Regions from separate parts of the Mus musculus genome. Here all the other regions are linked to region 1. The links are chromatin contacts, called in public HiCAR-type and promoter capture Hi-C maps. All regions are on one chromosome and are shown on one strand. The core of a region is the stretch at or near the end of the contact, and the rest is flanking DNA. Distances in the headings are between cores, read along the strand shown. Region 1 holds the start of Trp53bp2 (transformation related protein 53 binding protein 2). Region 2 holds the start of Eprs (glutamyl-prolyl-tRNA synthetase). Region 3 holds the start of Bpnt1 (3'(2'), 5'-bisphosphate nucleotidase 1). Region 4 holds the start of Cnst (consortin, connexin sorting protein). Region 5 holds the start of Rab3gap2 (RAB3 GTPase activating protein subunit 2). Region 6 holds the start of Ahctf1 (AT hook containing transcription factor 1). Region 7 holds the start of Mark1 (MAP/microtubule affinity regulating kinase 1).

Region 1 (3,367 bases), core at 378-2,877:
AAACAAAGGATACCTTGATTTAAACTGATCTTTCAGGAAGAAATCATCCTGCAATTAAAACCACCTATTCTTTTCCTTTCTCTGTTCAGGGGAAGCTGATGGCAAGCTGCAAAGGTTTTTTCACAACAGTGAGATAAAAACACAGGAATAAAAAAGTTAACAAAACAGTCTATCATAACCAAGGTATGCGTTTTAAGATATTCACATCACAGCCCTAACTTAATAAATGAGACTAAACCATTAGTTACAAAATGCTAGTAATTCCAAATTTCTTGACTCTTAGCAATTGTAACCATCCCAAGCCACCTAATAACCTAATAACCAAAATATTATATATGTGTCCAACCTAGAAAAATTTAGGAACACCCTCCACAACGCAAAGGGGCAAAGAGACAGTATAGTATATTCTGCACGTGTAATTACAAAAAAACCAAAACAAAATAGAACATTGAAACACAAATTTTAACACTCTTTCTTGGATTTTATAAAAGCAAAAAAATTAAGTTGTTTTAAGTTTTTATCGTTTTGTTTTCTTAAACAAGTGATGCGATAAGAACGTGAGTTGATGAGGGGTTTAGGGATGGATATGGCTAAAATACGTGACCTTTCAAAGAATATATAAAAATTATTTTTTAAAAAAGGACTTAGGTTGACTGCGATTAATCCTGCTTGAGAGGAGAACAAATACAACACCCACGAGGAAATAAATACACGGCTGCAGGAGCCACCATAACCAGTCAGATCTTGTGCTTGCTAAGGGGGCTTTTCAGAAACACCTCCATTCAACCTGCAAGTCACCTGTGACGCTGGCCAAGTCAGATGCCAAAAGAATTCACTCATCTTTCTTAGAGGTCTTGCAGAAAAAAAGCTGGGGGAGCGGGGCACTGAAGTTTTCCTCTGAACTAAAACTTTCAAGGCTGCATTTACTAAAACCTGTTTCCACAAAGAGATAGATAGGGTGACATGGCTGCTATCACCAACATCAGATCGAAATTCAAGTTAAAAAAAAAAAAAACTGGCAGAAAGAAAAAGAAAGGCAAGCCTTTTCAAGCGCTATGCTTCACTTCAGTAAAAAGCCTCAAAACAATTCAAAGAAATAGGCTAAGAACAAGGTTCCCCGGCTCTTGACCTTCAAAACAAGCTTCCCCAAAGGTCTCATCCGAGAAGCAAAGTTTGGAGCAGCGGCCCGGGCTGCCGCACTGCCTGCGGGGCAGCATCGCGACCGTCGCGGGGACCCAGAGGGACGGAGCCTCAGAGCCTCGAAGCCCGAAGCTCCACCGGCTCCGCTGACCCGGCCCCCCCGCCCTGTACACTTCCGGGCCCCAGCACGCCCACCCGCTTACCGGCATCATTTTGGACCCGAACCGCATGGAAGCGGGGGTCTGGCGGCGGCCTGGCCGAGCAGAAGTGACCCGAGGGTCGCGGGCCCGGGGAAGCCAAGCGAGAACGAGGCCGCGCGCCCGGCGGCCGACCTGTTGCGAGGCAGCGGCGCTGGAGTCCCCTCAGCGGACCGGGACGCCACCGAGTCCGGGGCCCAATCCCCTCGCCCGTCTCCGGGACGCGGCTTTGTCTCGGCGCTCGCGACTCCCACCTCCTCCTCCTCCTTCTCGCCGAAACCAACTAATCCCGGCCGGGCCCCCACCGAGGCGCGCTGGCCCCGCCCCCCACGAAGCCCCGCCCGCGGCGCGCCCCAAGGCTTGAGGTAAGGGGGAGCGGAGCGCCAACCGGGCGGCGAAGGCGCATGCGCAGATGCTGGGGGCGGTGCCAGAGGGGGCGGGAACCTTTGCTCCGAGGGAGGAAGATGCAGGCGGCGGAGCTGCTCCTGAACGCGCCTCCAGGCGGAGCCAAGGCACGGGAGGGCGGCGCCGCAGGAGAACAATAATCGTAAAACGCGGGGATGGAGCCCAGGGCTGTGTCCCTCACCTCCTTGGCGGTTCCGAGTTGCTCAAGAGAGTTGAGCCCTTTGCCTTAGGAACCATGAACCAGCCACAAGGCGCCGGACGCCGAGGGGCCTGGGCGGCGCCGCCTCACACACCTGACTCAGGGCGCCCTGAGGGATCCGAGCGCCCCACAAGATGGAGACCTGCGAGTCCGCCGGGCCGGAGCACGTTCCTGACAGAAGGCGCTCTCGGATTTGTCCTCATCCCTCAGGCGATGTCCAAGACCCCCCTCTGAATGGCCTGTTACTTCTATAATGTAAGAAGGGAAAAGCCCTTCAGTGTTGAGAAGTGGGGGGGTTCCCTGTGTTTTGAACAGCACGCTCAAAGGATTTGAAAATGGGTAAAAACAGCTTTCTGGGGCGCTCTTCAGCTCATCACGACCTGTAAACACTTTTAACACAAGGACCATTTTTTGGAGCCGTCGAAGCTCACGCTGGGAAATTGGCAGTAGTTCGCTTTGATAGGGAGGCAGATAGTCGAGTCCATTATCCAGAGAGACATAGGCTTCAGGAACACTAACTCCACGAAGCTCATTTCACGTCAAGTAACCCGTGCAAGCTCATTTGGAATCAGAGGACAGAAGAGTCCCCAAAACGAAATGAAATGAAGCACCAGAATGTATACAGCTTCAAGAATGGAGCCAGCTGAATGTGGTAGCGTGCACTAGTAATCTCAGCGCTTGGGAGGCTGAGCCAGGAGAATTGCAGTGAGTTCCAGGCCAGCCTGAGCTGAAAGAGTAAGACCTTACCTCAAATGACACTTTTATAAAAATTAAATATAAATTGACCTGTGTGTGGCACAGATCTATATCCCCAGGTACTCAGAATGCTGAGGCAGGAAAATCCCAAATTTAAGGGTTCCCAGGGCAGCTTTAGCAGAATAGGTCTCAAAATGTAAACGGGGGGGGGGGGGTCCCTGGAGTCAGACATAGTTTAGTGATAGAGTGTTTAACATGAATAAACTCCTGGTTTTAATACAAAGCACAACAGAAAGAATGAGCACTTATTGTTTGTCGTCCCAGCACTAGAAGGCTGAGGCAGGACGTATCAAGAGTCTGAGGCCAGCCTGGGCTACATGCTCTGTCTCCAAATAAATAAACAACAAATAAAAGAATAATTATTTTTTTATTTTAACATATCCCTTACCCAAAAAAAAGAATCATCCAACTCCCAGTTAACATCATCCCAGCTACTCTATCATCCCAGCTACTCTATCTAAACATGAAATTAAAACTGATACAACTAGAATTACCCTGGGTTAAGTAAAGGAAGTCCACACCTTGACTTACTCAGTAAAATGTATCAAAATACTGTAGGTCTTCTAAGTACTGTGGATCCATCAATGAACAAAACAAAGCTGAATGGACAATAAAACCAGTCTACATACAGTCACCCAGAAGAAAAAAAGAAAAGAACAAGAAAAAAAAA
Region 2 (3,367 bases), core at 306-2,805, 3.0 Mb before region 1:
CAGACTTCATGGTCCCCTGCAGTGATTTTTCAAGGCAGTTTTTACAAACACAAAAAACCTCACACACACACCCCACCCCTCCGGGGGGGGGGGGGGGGAACAAAAACAAAAAAAAACCAAACCTATAGTTTAGCTATGCACTGAACAGCTAAAATGTGAAAAAACTCTTCCTGTAGTCTCACTAAATTCTGGCAACCAGCGCTGGAAAGGTTTCCTTCTTCCTTACAGAACAAATCAAGGAATCTCAACTGCACTCCGCAGCGGGCAGAACTCAGGCCTCCAGGATTAGCCACGAGGTCAGCATCATCTACCTAGTGCCGTTTCAAACCAAGAATCACATCTACTTCTTTCAGGGCTCATGGATTTGTTGTGAGGTTAGCATACAGAGACTGGAACTAACATGCTAAAATGTTATCATTTTAGAACATTTCAAGCGATTGCTACAGTCTATTTTTAGGGCTGGTGAGTGTGGCTCAACAGTCAAGTGCTTGCCTACAATGCAAAGCTCCCTGAGCTGTTTCCCAGCGCATTAATACATAAATAAATGTCTTTTCACTCCAATAGGCGCAGACTGCTGTCAAAGTTGAGGTTGCAAGAAATTTCATCAGCCCCACATGGCCAATTGTATTCAAGGGGCTGACTTTTTGAGTATTAGAAAAAGTACTTCCAAGTCTACATGATAAAATTTTTGGGTTGTTTCCCAAAGTAATGAAAAGACAGAAATTTTAAACTAGCTAGCAATAGCGTTAGCCACTTTGAAAAATCAATTTCGAATGGAACGTAGGATGACGTTTACTCGAGCCTGGACTACGTCCACGGGGTGTGTAGTAAAACAGCCAGTAGCATTAGTCCGCAGCGTTCCTACGGCTTTCCGTAATTACAGCCTTCGACCACAAGCCAACGCAGCCTCAGTAAAAATTCCAAGTGCTGACAGAAAAGTCTACCTTGCTCCCTTTAACTCGACAACCGAAGGGAAAGTGGGGCAAGTGAATTCAGATCTCCTGAGAGGTGGGGAAGGGGCGGGAGGTTCCTAGATCGCATTAAAAGGACGGGCCGGACAGACAGTTGGGGTTTTAATTCCACTTCAAAAGCCACTTGGGACCCTGGCAGAGTCGCAGCCATAGTCTCGTGTCTCCCCGCGGGGCTCTGGTCCTGTCCCCCCACTCCCGGGACAGCGGGCCTCGGGAGACGGCGCCCCGAGCGGACAGAGGCCGGGGCCACGCGGGGCTGGGTTCCCCGCAGAGCAGAACAGGCCCGTCCGTCCCGGGGCGGGAGGCTCGTTCGGCGTGACCGCCGCGGCACCAGCCCCGCACCCACGCGCTGATGCAACCCGCGCGGGTCGGCGGCGCCCTTACCCAGCGGAGGGTTTCCGGCGTTCACCGTGAGGCACAGCGCCGCCATCTCCCAGGAGCTGCGGTCTACTCGTCGGGCTGCCTTCCTGGCGGCGAGGGTTCAGGTGGAAGCAAGGAGATGCAACGTGTGCGCGCGACCGAAGGCACCGCAGCCCTGACTCCTCCCCACGGGCCGCCACCGCCGGAGTCGGTGCGCACGCTACGACACGTCATAAATATGCGCCCGCCAAGGCAGCCTTCGCTCCGCCCCACTCCACGCGCCACGACTGCAGAGAGGTCAAGGCAGGCTACTCTGTGCGTCATCGCTGCGCGCCCACGACATTTCAGCCTCTCTCCCGTCCCCGGCCCGCGGATACTGACGTCTGGCGAACGCTATTGAACGTAATCGCCGTGCGTCGCCTCCACCTTAACCGCACGCTCCAGTTGCCTCTTGGCAGCAGGACTGGGCACCCGTGAGGTGCCACTCCGTTGTGGAAAAGGAACAGCCGTTAAGACCCATCGGAAAGTGAGGGAAGCAGGCGGACGATAGACTAGTCCATTCTGGGGCAGTGGCACATCCATGCACAAAGTCGACGAGCTACACTGGGTATAAGGGAGCTTCCCTTCAGTCTTCTCTAAAAGGAAATATTTTCAGGATTGTTTGGTGTGGTGCACGTCCCAGCATCTAGGAGGCAAGCTAGAAATACAGAAAACTATGGGGACAAAGAGAAAAAGGACCTGCTTGCTGGGCCTCCTGGCCCTGAGAATCAAGATTTCCAGATGTTACTATCTGTAGTGAAGCCTGCCAATATTGACAATGTTTGGGGGTTTTGTTTGTCTGTTTTAGAGAGAAGCATCTTCAAATGAGAGGGTTAATAATAATTCAGGCTATACAGAGAAACCCTGTCTCAAAAAACCAATAATAATAATTCAGGCTGGAGGCCTACGCGTATGTGAGCTTAAGGATGGTCTGCGAACCTCACAACAGTTAACTTGTGTTCACAGTGGAAACAAAAGAACAATTCAGGAACAGCCCATGACCAAATTCCTTAATAACCTTTAAAAATAATAACTTCAGTGTTCTTGCTAAGACCATGAAGTGTGACTGTGGTATGCGTCCTCTTTGGAGCACCTGTCAACTCCCATGCTTTAAAAAAAAAAAAAATCACATAGTAAACTCCAACTTTGAATCATAGTGGCTGCCTCTGAGGAGGTCTTCATGATAGACTTGTCTTGTCATTTCTGGAATCCAAGGTAATTAGAGAAGAGTATGACTGGGGGTAGGGGATTGAGTCAGAGAAGAAACAAAATGGCATTAAGTGCACTGGCTGGTGCCTTCTTTCATTCCTTTGTAATAGAAGTACCTTGCCGGCTGCAAAATGGCTGTGTATAAATGCTGGTTCAGAGGCAGGGACCCAAAGAAATAGCTACCCTATAGTTACATGAAAACATTGGCACATTCCTGAGGCTATTGGAAGGTAAGGGTAAATATGTACTGCTTCTGAAATCTCGCCTGCACCTTGAACTTGAACTTTTGGAAAATGCCCTGGGCAAACACATGCATCACAGAGAATTTGGATTAGAAACCCCCCTGAAAGATGCCTACTTATACACCCGGAAACAGGACAAATATTAGGGCAGCAGTGTGCTTTTGGTTTTGCATCTGAGCAATCTAGCCAAGGCTCTGCAAGTGTTCTACTCTTAAGATACTAAACACTGAGTCCTGAAGTCTTTCTTGAAGTTCTTGTCTTTTAACCATTACTATACTTATTTGTTGGTTTGATCGTCTGAGGCAGAATCTCTATATCTACCTATCTATCACAAGGATTGACCTGAAATAACTAAAGAACTCTATTTACAAAAAAAAAAAAAAAAAAAAAAAAAAAAAAAAAAAAAAAAAAAACCCAACCAACCAAAAAAACCAAACAAACAAACTGCAGAAAATGGGTTATGTCACAAAAATGAGGCGTTTCCCCAATCCTGTATCCGAAGCCCTGATGCATGCTGGGGAAATCACCACTGAGCTACTTTAAAAT
Region 3 (3,367 bases), core at 380-2,879, 2.9 Mb before region 1:
AGCTTTGCTACCGAGTGTGGTACTTTCTCCAAACACTCATGCATGTACACATATATCCTCAATTCCAAAAACTCATATAAATATGCCGAATATATATATGTGTGTGTGTATATGTATATACATACATATATGGAGATAGAACAACCCTGGACCTCATGCATGCTAGGCAAACACTACCAACTTAACAATATCTCTCAGTAAAATTCCAGAAATGAATCCAAACATACTACTAAGGGTGGTATTTTAAATCCAAGAAAGAAGCAGATGAATGTATGACACTGCCTAGCCCTTGGGACGAGACACAGGAAGATCCTGGATTTGAGGTGGGCTACACCGCAAGATCCTGTCTCAAAAGAAAAAAGGAGAGAGGAAAAAGAAAAGAAAGGAAAAGGAGGAAAGCCACTCGCACACAAATAGCAACTGGTAGAGCTTCAAAAACAGTTGGATCTTTCTTACATTCTTATTAAAATACGTTCCAGGTAAAATGGTTCCGCTGGTAAAGGTGCTTGCCGCTAAGCCTGAGAACTTGAATTCAAATACAGTGAAAGGAGAGAACTGACTCCTGCAAGCAGCCCTCCATCCTCCACCCAAACACCTGTGGCACCTGTACACACACACACACACACACACACACACACACACACAGCCAATGCTGGGTTTTGTTGTTGTTGTTTAATGTTCCAGGAAGTCCTGGCTGGAAGCACATGTACCTTGGATTTGAAGCCAGTCTAACAGTTTTCTCTCTCAGTCTAGTAGATTTAAATTAAGGTAGAAACTACAAGAAGTATAGGAATGGCTTTATAAACTTGAAAAGGGCCATTAAAACATAAAACTAAGTGTATTAACACATTTACACAGAAATTAAAACTTCTACATGTCCAAAATGCCACAAGCAAAGCCAGTTCATACCATATAACAGGAGAGGAAAGTCCTGTATCCCCAGTAACAACTGGGCTGTTTTGTTTGGGGCAAGAACAGTTGACAAGCCATTTCCAGAAAGAGAAAGGTGCTTATCACTAAATACACGAAATGCTCAGTCTACTGAATTTAAACGAAATGCAAACCTCCAGCCTGAGAAGTGATTAAGGTTGCCACACGAAATCGTTTGCCCAGTCTGCAGGGATCGAGGAAACGTGTCCCTACTGGAGCCCTCCAACAAAAACAAAATGTATACATGGGTTCGACGCAGCTCTTCTATTCCTGGTTAAATAAATCACAGCAGCCTACTGATGCAAAGAAATGACGACTGAAAGGATCTTTGCTATTCTGAAGTTTCTAAATACGGATGCGAAAGTCAAGTTTAACTCTGTAGTTTATTCCACTATGAAAGAGAAGGTCCAGATAGACAACCACATGTGGCCACTCAAGCTTCTAGAAGCGTCTGAACGACGAGCAGTGTAGCAGTGTAGTGTTTGGGATTACAACCCCTGGCACTCCTCTAATCTGTGCCAGGGGTGGGCAGTTACCTGAACAACAAGAAACCAGGGCCGCCTGAGCCTCTGCGTTGCAGCGGGAGAAACTTACACTCAGCCTGGTGTCCCCTAAGCGCTGTCCGGCCTGGTGGCTCGCTGTCCGGGAACCGGCTGCCTCCAAGTCCACTGGTCCAATGCTGTGAGAAGGACAGCGGCTGCGCGTGCGCGAGGTCGGCGCAGGCGCACACAGGTCCCCGCGCGCTCCCGGCTGTCGGGGGAACCCGTTTCTGAGCGTTCTGCGCAGGTTTTCGCTACTTGTCGTCAGAGCCTGAGTTCCCAGGCCGTTCCTGGGTGCTGGTTTCTGGCATCTTGGCGTCACCGCCACAGTTTTTGCTTGTTTTCTCCCCTAACTTAGCTGCGACTGCACAGGTGCCACCACGCTGGCTTGCCTTTGGTTTTTAGTGAGTTGCCTTTGTGGGATTCTTTTGATAAAAGCAACACTTTTTTTTTTTCCCTTAAAAAATTTCTCATGCCGTTATTTTATGAGGATAATAATAAAAAGATTTTGTTTTTATGTGTTTTCTGCGACTCTCAAACCTTAGTTAATAGAGGCAAACCATAACTTATTTGTTCATATATATTTGTTAATATATATTTGTTCATATACATGCATATATTCATATACATTCATATAAACACACACACGGTATCATTCAGGCAGGCCTCGAATTCTTGGCAGTCCTACCTCAGCTTTTCCTGTACTACACACTCCTATTCTCACCAGCCCAGCGAGAAATGTCCACACACACCACTTACATATCGCTAGGATTGGGAAAGACTTTTTTTTTTTAATTTATTTATTTTATGTATATGAGTACACTGCAGCTATCTTCAGACAGACCAGAAGAGGGCATCTGATTCCATTACAGATGGTTGTGAACCACCATGTGGTCGCTGGGAATTGAACTCAGGATCTCTGGAAGAGGAGTCAGTGCTCTTAACAGCTGAGCCACCTCTCCAGCCCTGGGAAAGACTTCTTTAGTTTATTTCATTTACTCTGTATTTAGACATACCTTTCAGGTGTGGTAAAAATGTCTACAACACACACCCTCTAAAGCCGTACACTGGATGCTGGTGGGATGGCTCAGCAGGCAGTTTGGAGCACACGTTCTTCCAGAGCACTGGGGTTTGGTTCCCAGCACAGGCTCACAACTATCCAAACCTCTAGTTCCATGGTGCTCCACAACCTCTTCTGACCTCCTCTGGTACCAGACACACAAATGGTGCACATAAATACACCCAGGCAAAGACTCATACACATAAATAAATCAAAAAACAAAACAAAACAAAACAAAACAAAACAAAAAACTTAACAGTCCATACATTAGTTTTTGTAGTTACATTGTAACGGCGTAACAATTGCCATAAATACGGACAGATACATTCTCTCTCATGGATTTAGCTTAGCCACTGAGATGCAGAGTCCACCGGCACTCTGGGAAGTATGCCTCTTTCATGAGCTCACAGTATCTTTGTAGGGAGAATTCTGGAGTTTTGTTTTTTTTGTTTTTGTTTGTTTTTAAAAAAACAGACAAACAAATGTTTTTGCTTGAATCCCAGATGCGGGGATATGGGGCTGCTTCAGACCATCCAACTATGACAGCGGCTGCTGACTCTGATTTGCCTCTTGCCCTAGCAGAGGCGTGGTTTTGCTACCTGTGGATAATTTCTGTGATTGTATGATATTTGAAATCAACTTTTCAGATGGTATATAAATGCTAAAGAGTGGAGACAGGGTGGCATAGTTGTGCTCACAGAGAAAATAAGATTGGGGTCTGTATCTCTTTTTCTCTCCTCTATCATTGTTCTTCTCCTATCTAGAGGTAGAGGATGAAACTGGGAGAATAAAGCATGGGAAAAGAATCCACAAAGTAGCTCAGACCAGCTACATATCT
Region 4 (3,367 bases), core at 561-3,060, 2.9 Mb after region 1:
CAGAAACAGGGAGCTGGGGAGGTAGCTCCAGGGCAGAGCACTCGCCCAGCGCGTGTGCAAAGCCCAGGCTTTGACCCCTAACAAAGAAGGACAATGATAAATATAACTTTCCTAACGCCAACCACTCAAAAGGAAAATAAACCCTGCCCCAAGTTTCCTTGGACTGAGTAGGCTGTGGTCCACAGGCATTGTGAAATTTTTAAAAATGGTGCTAGGTCTGGAATTCAGGGCCTTATACGTGCGAAGTGGTCTACCACTGAGCTACAATCCCCTTGCCTTAAGAGGCTTATTTTAAAAATGAAAAACTCAAGAATATACTGGGTAAGTAAATTTTGTTATTGCTCTGATATTTTTTAAAAATCATTCTGAGGGAGGGACTGGGAGGAGAGGAGGCAGGGGAGGCAAGGATCGTGAGGTAAAGTTAATTAATTATTTAATTAATAAAAATTATAAAAATCATTCTGCCATATTCAATTGTTAAAATATAGCTCTGGGGAGGGGTGCAAGTCTAGAATCCTTCTGAGTTTATCAAAATGCCAATGGGGGGGGGTCACCTTTGCTTTTTTTCTTTTCCTGAGACATGGTTTCACTATATCCTAAACTAGCCCTGAACTCTATGCATCCCAGGCTGGCCTCCAACTGGTGGGTAATCAGCCTCCTGAATGCCAGGAGCACAGACTTTTACCACCATGCCTGGGAAGAATAATTTCAATAAAGAAAGGATGTTAAAAAACAAAACAAAAACTTAACAAAATCAAGATCAGTGAACAACAGTTAATAGCTTCTGCAGTGTACTAACTTACCATGCAAAAAAGGCCATCTTCAGGTGTCAATTCTTTCCGCCCTAGAGTTTCATTAGCTAAGGGCAATCTTGAGGCTACTTGGCAGGTGACACATTCCTGAGAAACTCTTTCCTTGTGCATTTATATGCCAAGCTCAATTATGCTGCCAGCAGAGTAAGCAGAAAGGATTGTACATATTTTAAACTAAGAAGTTGATTGGCCGCAGCTTCCAGCCTTGATGGAAGGGATAATGGGCAAAGCTTTGAGTACGATCCCCAAACACCGAAATCACTCTCAAAGAAAAGGATCTTCTAACACTGCCAAAATTCCCATTAGAGTATCCTATTTTTAGTCTTTGCAATCGGCCTTTTAAATTGCATTCTACGGTACAATGTGCTTAACTAAGTTTACACAGAGAATAAGGAAGCTTCCTAAGGCTTTAATCCTTTTAAACATGGGAAGGAATTTTAAGCTTTCAAATATTAAAATTTTTCAGCCTGAAATTTCAGTCTTGCAAACATGCATATTAAAAAGAAAAGGTAAATCTTGGCCCACAGGGAGGGAAAGAAGGGAGGCACTCGGCGGTTCCTGACAACCAAAGAGGTAGCTGTGGAGGGGAAAGAAGGTATATGGGGGCAAATAAAAGCTACCCGCAGGGAAGCTGGCACAGGCGACGGGCCACCGAACAGAGACACCGACGCGGAGTAGAAGCTGCCGGGTCCCCGGGGAGGGGAGCGCGCGCGGAGAAATTGGCGCGACGCGCGACAACCGCGTACCCGCAGAAAAGCGGGGAAAACAGGAGATCCGAGAGGGGGCGGATGCGAGAGGGACCCGCTGCAACTCCGGGGAGGACAGCGCCCGGGGAGGAGCCAGCGACTCCCCACAGCTCGGCGGTCGCCGCCAGCCGGCTGATCCCCTGCAGCCGGGCTGCTGGTCTTACCTGGGCATCCGAGGCAATGCAAGGGCTACCGCCGGGCGCCGGGTCTGTTTCCAGCCCCGCGCGCTGACATGGCGGCCGACGAGCTGTCACACCGCCGGCTCGGGTCTCCCGCGGCACTGGAGGATCGGACACCTCTAGCCTTCCCGCCCCGCCTCCCTCTGCGCAACCCTCCCGGCTGGCGGCCGGACCGAGGAGCATAGAGTGCGAGACCGCGGCTAGAGAGGAAGTGCGGAGGGCGGGCGACCATAGAGTTCCAGCACGGACACACCCGGAGAGTCCACGCACAGGAGCCTGGGGGCGGAGCCTAGGCGGAAGCGGAAGCGAGTGAGCAAAGGACTGAGGCTAGGTCGTTCGCATGCGCCATTCGTAATGTTTACTTCCGCCCGGCCTAGTGTGGTGGTGAAATGTGTGCACGTGTGATGGGGTGCTCTGCGTTCTTCGCAGAGGCTACCTTAACTGGTGTTTGAGGTGGACTTTAGAGGAGGATGAGGGGACCGGCGATGCGGCTTCCCCCGCGGATCGCGCTGTCAGCGTTGGCCCGCGGCCCATCTTGCATTCTAGGGTCCGGAGCGGCGACGCGGAAGGACTGGCAAACGAGGAACCGCCGCGGCTTCTCTGACTTCAATATAGAGCCGTTGCCTGATTCTGATTTGGAGGAGTCGTCCCCGTGGACATCCAGGAATCGATCGGAGCCTACGCGTCACATAGCATGTAAGAAAGCGGCCAGGAACCTGGTACGGGACCTGCTGGAGCACCAAAACCCATCCCGTCAAATTATACTAGAGTGCAATCCAGGTGAGTTGAACAGAAGCTTTGCCCTTAGCGTTTACGTGCCCAATATCCTAAATTAGTGTTTGTTTATTGTGTATGCGCGCGTGTTTAGGTCAGAAGACGACTTAGCGAGAGTCAGTTCTCGCCCTACACTTGTGATCTCAATGATTGAAACGAAGTGTTCAGGCTTTACGCCAACCGCCATTGCCCTCTGAGCGTTCTCATTGACCCTGAATTGTATTTTTTTCTTTCTTAAGCATCACTTCTTACTGACAGTCATTTCGTTTAGACTTGACAGTAATTTTTATGGCTAAACATTCAAATAGTCCGTGAGTAAGAGGTAGTCGCAATCTTACATACTATCTTATATACTTGTTTTTCTTCTAGGAAATAGTGACATTTGTTAGGACAGTAAGTGTTGCTGTCACTGACAGACAGAAGGCTGTACAGCTTACCTGTTGAGATGTTGTGGGTTCAAGGTAACTGCCTAATCATAGTTTTCTATATGCAAAAAGAATGTTATCTGGAAACATTGTGTCGTTGAAGCTTGTGTAAAGTCGACTTTGAAAGTGACTGTGGCCGGATGCAATGGCACACACCTTTAATCCCAGCAAGAGGCAGACTGATCTGTGAGTTGGAGGCCATCGAGGTCTACAGAGTGAATTCCAGGACAGCCAGAGCTACACAGTGAGATCCTGTCTTAAAAATAGAGGAAGAGAAAGACACACACACACACACACAGAGAGAGAGAGAGAGAGAGAGACAGACAGACAGACAGACAGACAGATAGAAATGGAGAGACAGAATCAGACAGTATGTTGTTTATTTTGCAAATAAAGTTTTTCTGTTAATATACCAGGTCCTGGAATCCTGA
Region 5 (3,367 bases), core at 544-3,043, 2.8 Mb before region 1:
AATGATTGATGTTTAAGTTTAAGTATAATTAAAAAAAAAAAAAAAAACAACAAAAACCCCTCTATGGATTATAAGGAGAATGTGAGAACACACACACACCCCCTGAAGCTTACCAGGACTATTGTTGAAATCTAATTAGAAGAATCTAAGCGTGCCCCTCTTCTCTACATCCCGTTTCTCACCCCACGTCTGTTGTCCCACACAACCTTCCTCACTTTCCCCTTTCCAATTCCCCCAAGGCCCTACACCCACACTTCTGGCCACTGTGCCACTGAAATGGCACTAGGGTCCCAGTGGCTGTCATCGTCCCCAAACCACTGCTATCTGACCTCTGCCACATTTCCCAAACTGCTGACCACCCCTCACCAGGGTCAGATTCTCTCCTTCAGCTTCTGAGACATTTCCATCACCTGGTGCCCCTCTCTCCCATCTCCCCAAGAACCCTTACAAGACTCCCCAACTTCAGTCTCTTCCTAAGGTTCTCGTCAGTAGCGAGTCCACGACACAACAGTTAGCATTCTATAGACTGAAACCACACTTCACCCTTAACTAATTATCACCTTGACTCCAGCTGCCATACCAAGTGTTGGACGTCTCCACAAGCATTTCAGATATGGCCTTCTTTCTCTCTCAACACACGCGCCTGTCAAGCCATCTATCATGTTAGAGCACCCTCACTCACACGTGACATTACCAGTGAATCATAGTGCTACCAGACGGAAACTACCAAACTTAAGTGGTAGGGAGCAGCAATGACTGGTACAAACTATTCATCCCTAGTTCCTCCCATATTTGATATTTTCAAACATTACTTTTCAGACAGACCCTACTAGGAAGCAGAATCTCCCTAGTGCCCTGGGATAGCTTCTAAATAGTGAAAAGGAGAGTGGTTTTTTAAAAATTATTACTGGGTCTACAGAGCAAAGTGATTTTCATATTAAAAATAAAGAAAGCAGAGTAAGATACCCTCTTTCAAAAGGAGAAATAAAGGAGCATATAATAAAATCCTCAGGTAATACGCAGCATTTAGTAAGCAGCTTTGGGATTTATATTCATGAAGTAGGGCTTGTTAACGTTGTTTGATGGTAATAACAGGCGCTGTTTCTCACCTCAATAGACGCCAATTAACTTTTCTCGACCATGTGGCTGTAATTTTAGTTCCTACCCTGGATTCTCCTCACTTCCTAAGAGGTTACTTTTCTTACTTGGCAGTTTACTCACCACCTTAAAAACCCTTCACTTGCCAATCGGCCATTTATTCCGTAAATCTGAATGACAGAAAAGAGATGGAAGAGGGTGGGGATGCTAAGCACCTCTTGAAGGGGCAGAGCAAAGGCTACATACAGTGCCAGAAATGGAGAAGGATGGGAGTTGGAACAAGCACAGGGTGGAGGGCTGACATTAGGCAGGGACTGGGACGGAGGATGCTATCTCTGAGCAGGTGGTGTGCATAGGGAGAAGACGTGGAGCTGGGACTGGGAAGGAGGGGGTGGGGAGCGGTGACAGACAGGCGACAGGACAGGAGACGCAAAAGGCTGAGGCTGAGAGAGACGGGACGCCGAGGGAAGGGAGGCTTGCAGCCGCGTCCCGGTCGCCGGGACACTTACTCGGGTCCCTCTTCAGGGCGCCGGGGGTCTCCTCCCGCAGGTGAGGGAATAGGAAGTCGCGCGCGGACTGCAGGTCCTGGAAGGAGCAGAACTGGACGATGGAGCAGGCCATGGCTGCAGGGACCCCGCCTCGCGGGGCTCGTGGTCCCTAGCCACGCCCGGGCCACTCCACCCGAAGGCTGACAGCACGGAGCCCCGAAAGCTTCAGCTACCCTGGGGGGGCGGGGACGCCAGACCGGAAGCTGTCAGCACTCCTCGCGAGGGGAGGGTGCTACGCATGCGCGGGACGCCCCGAAGCTGCGCGTGCGCGGGCCGAGCGGGAGCCGAGGGAGGGTGCAGCTTCGGACACGTGACTCGCGGTCTTGTGGCGGAGAGTTAGACGTGGAGCCTGGCCGCATTCTTTCTTGGGCGAGCTTGTCCCGTCATTCTGGCCTTCCTCCAAAGGTGATCTAATTGAACTTTGCGGGGGCCATTGAGTCACCCAAACAATCTTGTTGGTGTGCTTCTACGGACACGACCTAGATCGTTCGCAGATCAGGCGGTTTAAGCTGAGTGTGGGCAGGTGCCTGAGAACTTCGTAATTTTGTTTGTGCTTTTGTTTTTTTTTTTTTTAATGTGGAAGGCTATCCTCAGCACCTATACCCCAACTCCCAAAAGAGTCTGCGGCGCCTATGCCTGTAATCCTTCCTACCTCAGTCTGAGGCAGGTGAATTTCTGGCTGTTGAAGCCACTATCCTGGGCTACAATGCAAAAACAGTGTCTCAAGTAACAAAGCGATGGAAAGCAGCTCCTTAAGGGCTCGTATTAAATAAATACTCCTATCTATAAGTTGCCACGGTTCTGTGAAAGCCCGATGTAGTAACAGGACCAGCGCAGTATTGAATGGTGCTCTGTAATCGTCCGTTTGCCTTTTCATCCGTTTGTTCATCTAACCGCCCAACAAGTATTTGTTAGTGTTTTCCGTGCCAGCCACACTCTAGGCACAGAGCTTCGGAACAGAAAGGGACACATTCCTACGGAACTAAAAAGCTAGTGACTAACACAGGCCAAGTGAAGCAATTACTTACTCAGCTAACTAAAACTGAGAGAATGCTAGGCGGGAAAGAACAACAAAACAGCACGGCAGAACAGAGCTGGGGAGACTGACCCTGTACTTTTCCTTTGGGTTTTGGATAAGGAAAGCACCATCCTTATAGACTCCTGGAGGACTGGGGATCCGTTTAACCCCTTAAATACCTGGTCTCTAGCATGGGATCTGGCACCCAGTTGAGTCCTTGATAAATACTTACTGAAGTATATACACATAAATTAAAGACCAACCTGAGTCTTTTACTTGGATTTGAAAGTACATTTCCATATCTTGCCCAGTTAGACTGTCATAAATATCTTCAAGGAGTCTTGTTTCTTTGATTGTTTGAGATAAGGTCTAGCCATGTAGTCCAGGTTAGCCTCAAACCTTCAATTCCCCTCAATGTCCAAGCACTGGGATTATATGTGTGTACTGTACCATGGCTGACTTCAAAAGAATGTGTTATCCTAATTTTGTAAATGAAAAAAAAAATTGCTCTGTCTCTGATGAAGCTCTTGAAACCCATTTAGCTTACTTTCTTTTTTTTCTTTTTTTTTAAATTAGGTATTTATTTCATTTACATTTCCAATGCTATCCCAAAAGTCCCCCACACGCTCCCCCACCCACTCCCCCACCCTCCCACTCCCACTTCTTGGCCCTGGCGTTCCTCTGTACTGGGGCATATAAAGTT
Region 6 (3,367 bases), core at 413-2,912, 2.6 Mb after region 1:
GAGTACTTGTTTAGCGTTCATGAAGCCTCGAATTTGATCCTAAGAACCACCTAAAACTGGGAAAGGGGTGCATGCCTGTAACCCCAGCCCTGACTGTCATCCTCAGTTACACACTGAGTTTAAGGCCAATGGTGCACATGAGACAGTCTTCACACACCCCATTCACTACCAGCAAAACAGAACCAGACCACACAACACTTACTGCAAAATCTTGTCTAACTTCTTCCTCTCACAATTTAGAATAATACCTTGCGCAAACTAGCACACTTTTACATCTTGCAGTGAATAAAGAAAAAGTCACAAAGATAAACAGTTTATTTCTAAGAGGCAGCTTTATCTCAAAAATTGTGCAGAGAGAGAGAGTAGTAGAGACAGGCTTTCCTGATTAAAGCAGTCTACTAATGTCTTCTCCTTCTCTCTTCCCCCTTCTGTTTGTTTGTTTGTTTGTTTGTTTGTTTGTTTGTTTGAGATAGGGTTTCTCTATGTAGCCTTGGAACGACTATGGAGACCAGGCTGATCTTGAACGCACAGAGATCCTCCTGATTCTGCCTGTGCTCTTACAACTCAGTAATAAAGACACATTCTATTTCATTTGTTTGAAAATTCTTTGGTGCTGGGTCTAGCTTCAAAGAGAGATACTGATAGTCTACAGAAGAAAGCCCAAAGATGAGCTCCAAATGATAGTCTAGAAATGATACAGTCTAGAAATGATACAGTCTAGAAATGATACAGTCTAGGGATCTTGATTGGATCTGTTTTCACTGATAGTTAAAAGAATGAAAGGGTGGTTCAGGTCTTTAATCCCACGGCTCAGGAGACAGAGGCAAGAAGATCTCTGTGAGTTTGAGGCCAGCCCCATCTACTAAGAGAGTTCCAAGATAGCCAGGGCTGTTACACAGAGAAACCATGTCTAGAACAAACTGAAAGGAAAAAAAAAAAAAAAGAACTGTTAAGACTAGAAGAGTTAAAAGGCAAAGCACAACAAGCAGTAGCAGAATTAGCAGTTAAAAAGGCGTTTATTGCAGGCAGTAAACACACAGAGAAAAAGACCTTCTACAAAACAGAGAGGGGATTTGAGAAGCTGAAAAATCCAGTCTCTTCTTGAGGCCTGGGGGTTGTAAAACCTCTAAAACCTCCCTGACCTACTTTAGTGTTGGTCAGTTTGAAGGCAGAAAGGATGGATGGTTGATCGGTCCACTACAGTTGTGTAACGTGTTCTAATCAGGCTTTGAACTTATTGAACCAGTCCATCAGCAGGTGACCTGCAGGTAGATGATAAAAGCTTGCCAGGTTTTTGTCTCAAATCAGGAGGTTAAAAAAAGCTGGCCATCTTGGAAATTCGCCATGGCTCATGTCCCTGTTTGTCTACTAAGGGTCTGCCCAACTCCTCGTCTCTCAATACTAACAAATCGAAAAGAAAACATAGGTTTGGCATAATGGAACCTACAGCTTCGTGCATGCCAAGCACGAAGCTCTGCCAGCAGAATTACCCAGCGTCAGATATATGACAAAAGATTAGGCTAGGCGACCTGAACTCTCTGCTTTTTGAGAAAAAAAAAAAAATGAGAGTAAGAGTTTCTCAGTAAGTCTGGGTTTTGTGTGTGTGTGTGCGTTTCCTTGAAGAGTTGGAGCACAGAACGGAAAAAACGGAGGCAAGAGCAGCAGTCATAGACGGAAAGATTATCGCTTGGCTGCCAGCAGGAACCGCCACTAGATTAGGCCGGCCCTTGCTCCGCAAAGCCGGACACGCCCTACACTACGCCCAGCGCACAAAGCCCTATGGGACTTGTAGTCTTTCGCCTATCTGCTCCTAGGAGGCGGAGAGACCCTGCTGTACGTAAATGAATCTTTCTTCCCGGCGTCGTCTCGGTTTTCTCCCTTTGCGAAAGGCCTAGTAGGGAAAGTTTGAAAATTCCCGCGGAGTCGGCGCCAGAGGCCGGAACCCTCGCGAGAAGTCCGAGCCCCGCAGCGCGATCTGCGATCGGATCCCCGCCCTGGCCACGATCCTTCCCTGGGCGGAGAGGCTGTGTGTGTGGGGTTCGGGCAGTGCGCCCGGGGTAATGCGCAGAGCGCGGCCCGAGCGGTGCCAGCCCAGTAAGTCGAGTCGCCAGCGGGGAGGACGCGGCGCGGGCGGTGGGACGAGTTCGAAGCCGGGATTGGGCGAAGGAGCACCCGGGGCCTGAGGGGACCGGCGAGAGACTGAGCGAGAAGCGGCTTCCGCGGGCCCGGGGCGCGCGCCGGGCCGTGTCTCCCGGGAGATGCTGTGACGGACCGCACGGAAGCAGCGACGCCGGGGCCCTTGGCGGCCTGGCCCGCGGGCTCAGGTAGGGTGGGGAACCGCAGGCCCGCGCGCCGAGGGCGGGGCGGCCGGGGCGGCGAGGCCCGGGGCCTAGGCCGGGCGCACCGCCTCGCGGGGAAGCGGCGTCCGCGAGCCGCGACCGGTGCGGCTCGTTCCAGCGCTCGGGCGTTAGTTACATAACCCTGGCGGCGGGTGCCGGCACATGGCCGCAGAGTCGAGCCTCCGGGCTCGTCTCCCGCGCCCGCGGGCGGGATCTCCGCCCCCCGGGACGAGTCTGACTCGAGACCCCGGGCCGTCAGGGTGTAGCGGAGCGATGGAGACCTTTGTGGGGCGTTCCCCGCGGACAGCCGCGGGCGCTCCGAGTCTCTCCGGCGTTGGCGTGAGCTCCACATGGTCCTGTGCTTGGCTCGGGTGAGTCCTGGGCGGGGGAAAAAGTTTCACTCGCGAAGCGGGCCACAGGGCTGAGTGGATCTGGTCCAGGACATCTAAGAGAACCGTGTCCGGAGCTCATCTGCGAGCTGTAAGGCCCATGACTTTTGCCTTTGGTTGACTTTTTGGAGAGTCGACTCTGCTTTTTGAATTGATAGGTACACACATGGTCCTTTTGAGACAGGTGGTTTTTGTTGACTTTGTGGAACCTTTCTTTTTGGTACCGTGAAGAATCACATCCAGGTCCTCACACATGTCAGGCAAGCGCTCCACCACTTGAGTTGTGTCCCCAGCATGGGATCTTGTGATTTTTCGGTTCCTAAAGCAAACGGCAGCCATTCTTAGAGGTGTGTTGTTATAGGAAAGTGAGCGTTGTTATTTTTGTTTATTTTTGATGCCAGTGATCGAAGCTACCACCTCGAGCTTATTAAGCTCGAGCCCCGCCACTGAGATCTAACCAAGTCGCTGAGTTTGGGTGCTTTTTTTTTTAATAGACAGTTGGAGACATTTTTTAAAGAGCGTGGATTCTTTAGAAGAAAATATAATTTGGTTTTTGATATACTAAAGAATCTGTGGGCTTTAAGAACTGTCTTTAACTGTCAGCCTCCCAGAAGACAGACGTTGTTGGGTGAATTTACC
Region 7 (3,367 bases), core at 367-2,866, 2.6 Mb before region 1:
AGGACTCTAAAAGTGTGCCATTCCCAGAGGCACACCATAATGCAGGCTGTGGCCTTGTCATTAGTTCCAAAGCCTAAGTGCTAGTTGAACAGTAGAGATGGCCACCAAAGTGGTCTTGGGATTTTCATTTGCTCTGTGGAATTGAGAAGTACTTACAACATAAGATGCTTGAGAAATAAATATGCAGCTCGTGTTCTAGAAGCGACTACATACGGTGTGTGTGTGTGTGTGTGTGTGTGTGTGTGTGTGTGTGTGTGTATTCCCTCAAGATATGGGTTTGCTATTTTTAGGTTCTTCTGGCCCATGTTTTAAGGGTCAAGTGTTAAGTTTTCAGAAACAACTTTTAATGAGTCAGGATAAAAACCATCTGGCACAGGAATTCTTCCTCAAATGGATGCATTTGGGAAAGAGGAGTTTCCCATCATCCCAAGATTCCCATTTGAGGTTGAAGAAAGAAAAGGAATAGGGAGATGGTAAAGTTTTATCCTAGAGGCCAAGTGTGCAAAATATCAGAGTAAGAATGACAACATTGCATGGGGACAAATATGCCCAGGACCTGGAGTGGCAGGTGGAGGGAAAGGCAAAGCAGCCTTTTGGAAGGAAGAGTTCCAGACAGACCACAGAGACAGCCTTCTTACTCTCTCTGAATAAGTAGCCTAAGTGACACTTCCTTGTATCCCAGGAAGTGACGATCAGCCACTGTAGACATCAAGTCTCACCCACTCCAGGGATGCTGTGGGGTGCGGGGAGCCCTCTTCCACATGCTTTCTGGGCCAGCTCCTTTCATGAGGCTTTTGTGCCTTTTGTCCACGCCTGCCCCTGAACAACACCTCAGGGCAGAAGGATGCTGAAGGAAGGCTCGAAGAAAACCAGGAATTAAACCAGAGGAGAATTTAAGGATGGGCCAAGTGGAGAGTAGGATGGATGGTACCCAATGCTCCCTCCAGTGAAACAAATAAAAAAATACATAAAAAAGGAGGAAGGAGGGGGATCGTTCTCTATTCGCACGAACCCCATGTGTCCCCAGTGCCGGTTTAAAAGCCACACAAGAATCAACATCAAATCGCAGGACGCCCGCCGGAGGTTCTGAGGGGACAGGCTGATCCGCGGGTGGGGCGAGTCACTAATGAAATCCGGCCCGGCGGGCGGAGGCGGCCCCGCATCCCTAATGAGGGAATGAATGGAGAGGCCCCTCGGCTGGCGCCCGCCCACCCGGCGGCGGCCGCCAAGAGCCTCGGGGCGCTGCGTGCCGTGCCGCGCCCGCCGCTCCGCGCGCACCGGCTCCGGCCGCCGAGGGCTCCGGCTGATCGCGGCGGGGACGGCGCGGAGCGGCGCGCGGGCTCGGGGCCGCGGGGCCCGGCGCGGATGCGGCAGCGGCGGCGGCGACGGCGGCGGCGGCGGCGGCGCTCACCTGAGGCGGCGTGCGGGAGGCGCTGTCAGGGCCGCGCTCGCCGGGCGCCGCGCTGAGGCAGCTCCGGGGCGCCCGCTCTCCACTCAGCCCGCCGCGGCCCTCCGCGCCCGACCGGCGTCCCCGCGGCTCGGTCCCCGCGTCCTCGCCCGCCTTCCCGCCCCGCGGCCTGCGGGAGCCGCGCGCTCCCCGGCGCGGCCTGCTCGCGCGCGCCCGCCCTCGCCGAAGCCCTCCGCGGCCCGCGACCCGCCGGACCCCCCGCTCGACCCCGCTGCCCGCGCAAGATGTCGGCGCGGACGCCATTGCCCACGGTGAACGAGCGGGACACGGAGAACGTGAGTCTCCCGAGCCTCCGGCGCGGCTACCTGGGCGAGCCCGGCCTGACCCCCTTCCCCGTCCTTCCCGTCCCTACGCGGGGAGCCCCGGGGCGGCCCTCTGCTCGGAGGGGGTCCTGCCTGAGGGGATGCGGAGGGTGATGGAGGGCAGAGGGTGGGCGTCCAGAGTGGCTTCGTGAGCACCCCAACATTCTGGTCGCGCCCCCAGCCCCCCACTCGAGTGAATGGATGCTTGCTTGGCTGCAGCCCACGAGCCAGCCGAACCTCTTACACCTCGGCTGTCCTGGGATCTTTCAGCCCTTTGCTTTTCTGGATTTTTTTGAGTCCTTTGCAAACATACACCCCACCCCACCCCCGCATTGCCCCATGACTTTGCTTTTTGTAACATCAGGTCCACATTGGGGGGTGGGGGGGGGCACGGGCACCTTAGGGATAAAGAGGGCAGTGAAGTAGAGGGGTGTGTGTGTGTGTGTGACTTTATGTCACTGCAATACTCTCAGTGAAGAGTGGAAGATTTCACTTACAGCTTCTGTAGCCCCAAGGTGAGAAAGAAAAGATTTAAGAACCCCAAGAAGCCAGCTGTCTTCTTCTCTTCCTCAATCCAGTGTTCGTGACTCAGGGACAGGTTTTAAGTACTTCTCCTCAGAGTGTCACAAGGCACATTTCTTTGAAGGCAGGATTTTTCTGTGTCTGATCAAATTGCCCTCAGGAGCTTCTTTGTTTAGTTTGGTTTGGTTTAATTTTTTTTTTTTTTTTTTTTTGTTTTTAAATCAAGATTGAGATGTTCACTCGCCGTATTTGAAGTCTAACAAAACCAAGAGAAAGGCCAATTGTAATTTCATCTTCTGAGACGGACGATTGTGTTTATATGTGTGTGCAGGTTCCTTTGCAGGAAAGGTGGCTTTCTGTCACTGTTGTTTTTAAAATTCTCCGCGACCTGCCAAGGGGCCCGGAGGCTCCAGAGGGTCTGGCCTGATTGCTGACAAGTTTTAAGGAACTAGGGGGTTCTAGGCTTTGCGTGGCCGACCAGAGAGCTCTCTGGGTGTCTACGCCCCTCATCGGTCCTCCAGTGCTTAATGTACCAGTGACTTCATAGGGATTGTAAAGTAAAAATACTCAAGTGCTTTGGTGTTCTGAGACAAAAGATAGGGGAGGAGAGACAGGCAGGCTCGCTTTTCGAAGGGGCAAATGAGGCACAAACATGGGTGTTTTATCTAGAGAGTAGGGTTTGCATGTACTATATTTATTTGAAGGGATAAGAACACAATTCTACAGAGACCATTGTTAGAAGAACTAGGAAATTGTATGGGAATGCTTTGTCCTCTCCTGTGTCCTACACTTGAAATGATGAAGACACCAGGGCTGTCACCACCGTCGTACCTTGTTGCTCAGTTTGCACCGTGACTGTTGTCTTAGAGATGACACGGCTGCATAATTTTCACTGAAAGGCTAAAGGAGGTTGGAGGAAAGGGTAAAGAATTTGGTGGCGGTAGGTTTTCAAAGGTAAAGATTTATTATTAAGAACATCCTGTCATTTAAGAGTGACCGTGAGGAGTCAAGCGGAAGATGACCTTTGTTTTAGGGTCAGAATTCTGTGTGTTAACCTAATGTGGAGAGGCCCCGT

Evidence for each region. Promoter capture Hi-C pulls out the DNA fragments that hold promoters and counts their contacts. HiCAR-type assays count read pairs that join an accessible place to other places.
Region 2: a contact with region 1 is called in a HiCAR-type map of astrocytes, with 5 times the contacts expected there. The contact joins the promoter of Eprs here to the promoter of Trp53bp2 in region 1. A contact is called at or near these places in 4 of 39 promoter capture datasets (embryonic stem cells, hippocampal neurons, liver and 1 more) and 1 of 115 datasets of contacts at active chromatin or transcription factors (astrocytes).
Region 3: a promoter capture Hi-C map of pre-B cells shows a contact between it and region 1, with 3 times the contacts expected there. The contact joins the promoter of Bpnt1 here to the promoter of Trp53bp2 in region 1. A contact is called at or near these places in 4 of 39 promoter capture datasets (embryonic stem cells, hippocampal neurons, liver and 1 more).
Region 4: a promoter capture Hi-C map of pre-B cells shows a contact between it and region 1, with 8 times the contacts expected there. The contact joins the promoter of Cnst here to the promoter of Trp53bp2 in region 1. A contact is called at or near these places in 1 of 39 promoter capture datasets (pre-B cells) and 3 of 115 datasets of contacts at active chromatin or transcription factors (astrocytes, large pre-B cells and thymic regulatory T cells).
Region 5: a contact with region 1 is called in a promoter capture Hi-C map of pre-B cells, with 7 times the contacts expected there. The contact joins the promoter of Rab3gap2 here to the promoter of Trp53bp2 in region 1. A contact is called at or near these places in 5 of 39 promoter capture datasets (embryonic stem cells, hippocampal neurons, liver and 1 more) and 1 of 115 datasets of contacts at active chromatin or transcription factors (astrocytes).
Region 6: a promoter capture Hi-C map of pre-B cells shows a contact between it and region 1, with 4 times the contacts expected there. The contact joins the promoter of Ahctf1 here to the promoter of Trp53bp2 in region 1. A contact is called at or near these places in 1 of 39 promoter capture datasets (pre-B cells) and 1 of 484 Hi-C or Micro-C datasets (CD8 T cells).
Region 7: a contact with region 1 is called in a promoter capture Hi-C map of embryonic stem cells, with 15 times the contacts expected there. The contact joins the promoter of Mark1 here to the promoter of Trp53bp2 in region 1. A contact is called at or near these places in 2 of 39 promoter capture datasets (embryonic stem cells and hippocampal neurons).

Annotation. Positions count from the first base shown.
Region 1 is chr1:182,407,427-182,410,793 of GRCm38.p6, reverse strand. It overlaps Trp53bp2 (transformation related protein 53 binding protein 2), which reads right to left and starts at 1,627. Exons shown (of 18, transcript NM_173378.2): 1 at 1,344-1,627. The coding sequence starts at 1,370.
Region 2 is chr1:185,361,232-185,364,598 of GRCm38.p6, reverse strand. Eprs (glutamyl-prolyl-tRNA synthetase) reads right to left here and starts at 1,555. Exons shown (of 32, transcript NM_029735.2): 1 at 1,356-1,555. The coding sequence starts at 1,401.
Region 3 is chr1:185,330,421-185,333,787 of GRCm38.p6, reverse strand. Bpnt1 (3'(2'), 5'-bisphosphate nucleotidase 1) reads right to left here and starts at 1,629. Exons shown (of 9, transcript NM_011794.3): 1 at 1,525-1,629.
Region 4 is chr1:179,544,972-179,548,338 of GRCm38.p6, reverse strand. It overlaps Cnst (consortin, connexin sorting protein), which reads right to left and starts at 1,810. Exons shown (of 11, transcript NM_146105.3): 1 at 1,723-1,810. It overlaps Tfb2m (transcription factor B2, mitochondrial), which reads left to right and starts at 2,063. Exons shown (of 8, transcript NM_008249.5): 1 at 2,063-2,517; 2 at 3,353-3,367. The coding sequence starts at 2,208.
Region 5 is chr1:185,202,594-185,205,960 of GRCm38.p6, reverse strand. It overlaps Rab3gap2 (RAB3 GTPase activating protein subunit 2), which reads right to left and starts at 1,793. Exons shown (of 35, transcript NM_001163754.1): 1 at 1,608-1,793. The coding sequence starts at 1,719.
Region 6 is chr1:179,802,310-179,805,676 of GRCm38.p6, reverse strand. Ahctf1 (AT hook containing transcription factor 1) reads left to right here and starts at 1,662. Exons shown (of 36, transcript NM_026375.2): 1 at 1,662-2,324.
Region 7 is chr1:184,997,798-185,001,164 of GRCm38.p6, reverse strand. It overlaps Mark1 (MAP/microtubule affinity regulating kinase 1), which reads left to right and starts at 1,616. Exons shown (of 18, transcript NM_145515.2): 1 at 1,616-1,743. The coding sequence starts at 1,693. Gm39728 (a long non-coding RNA gene) reads right to left here and starts at 1,599. Exons shown (of 5, transcript XR_865821.3): 1 at 1,412-1,599.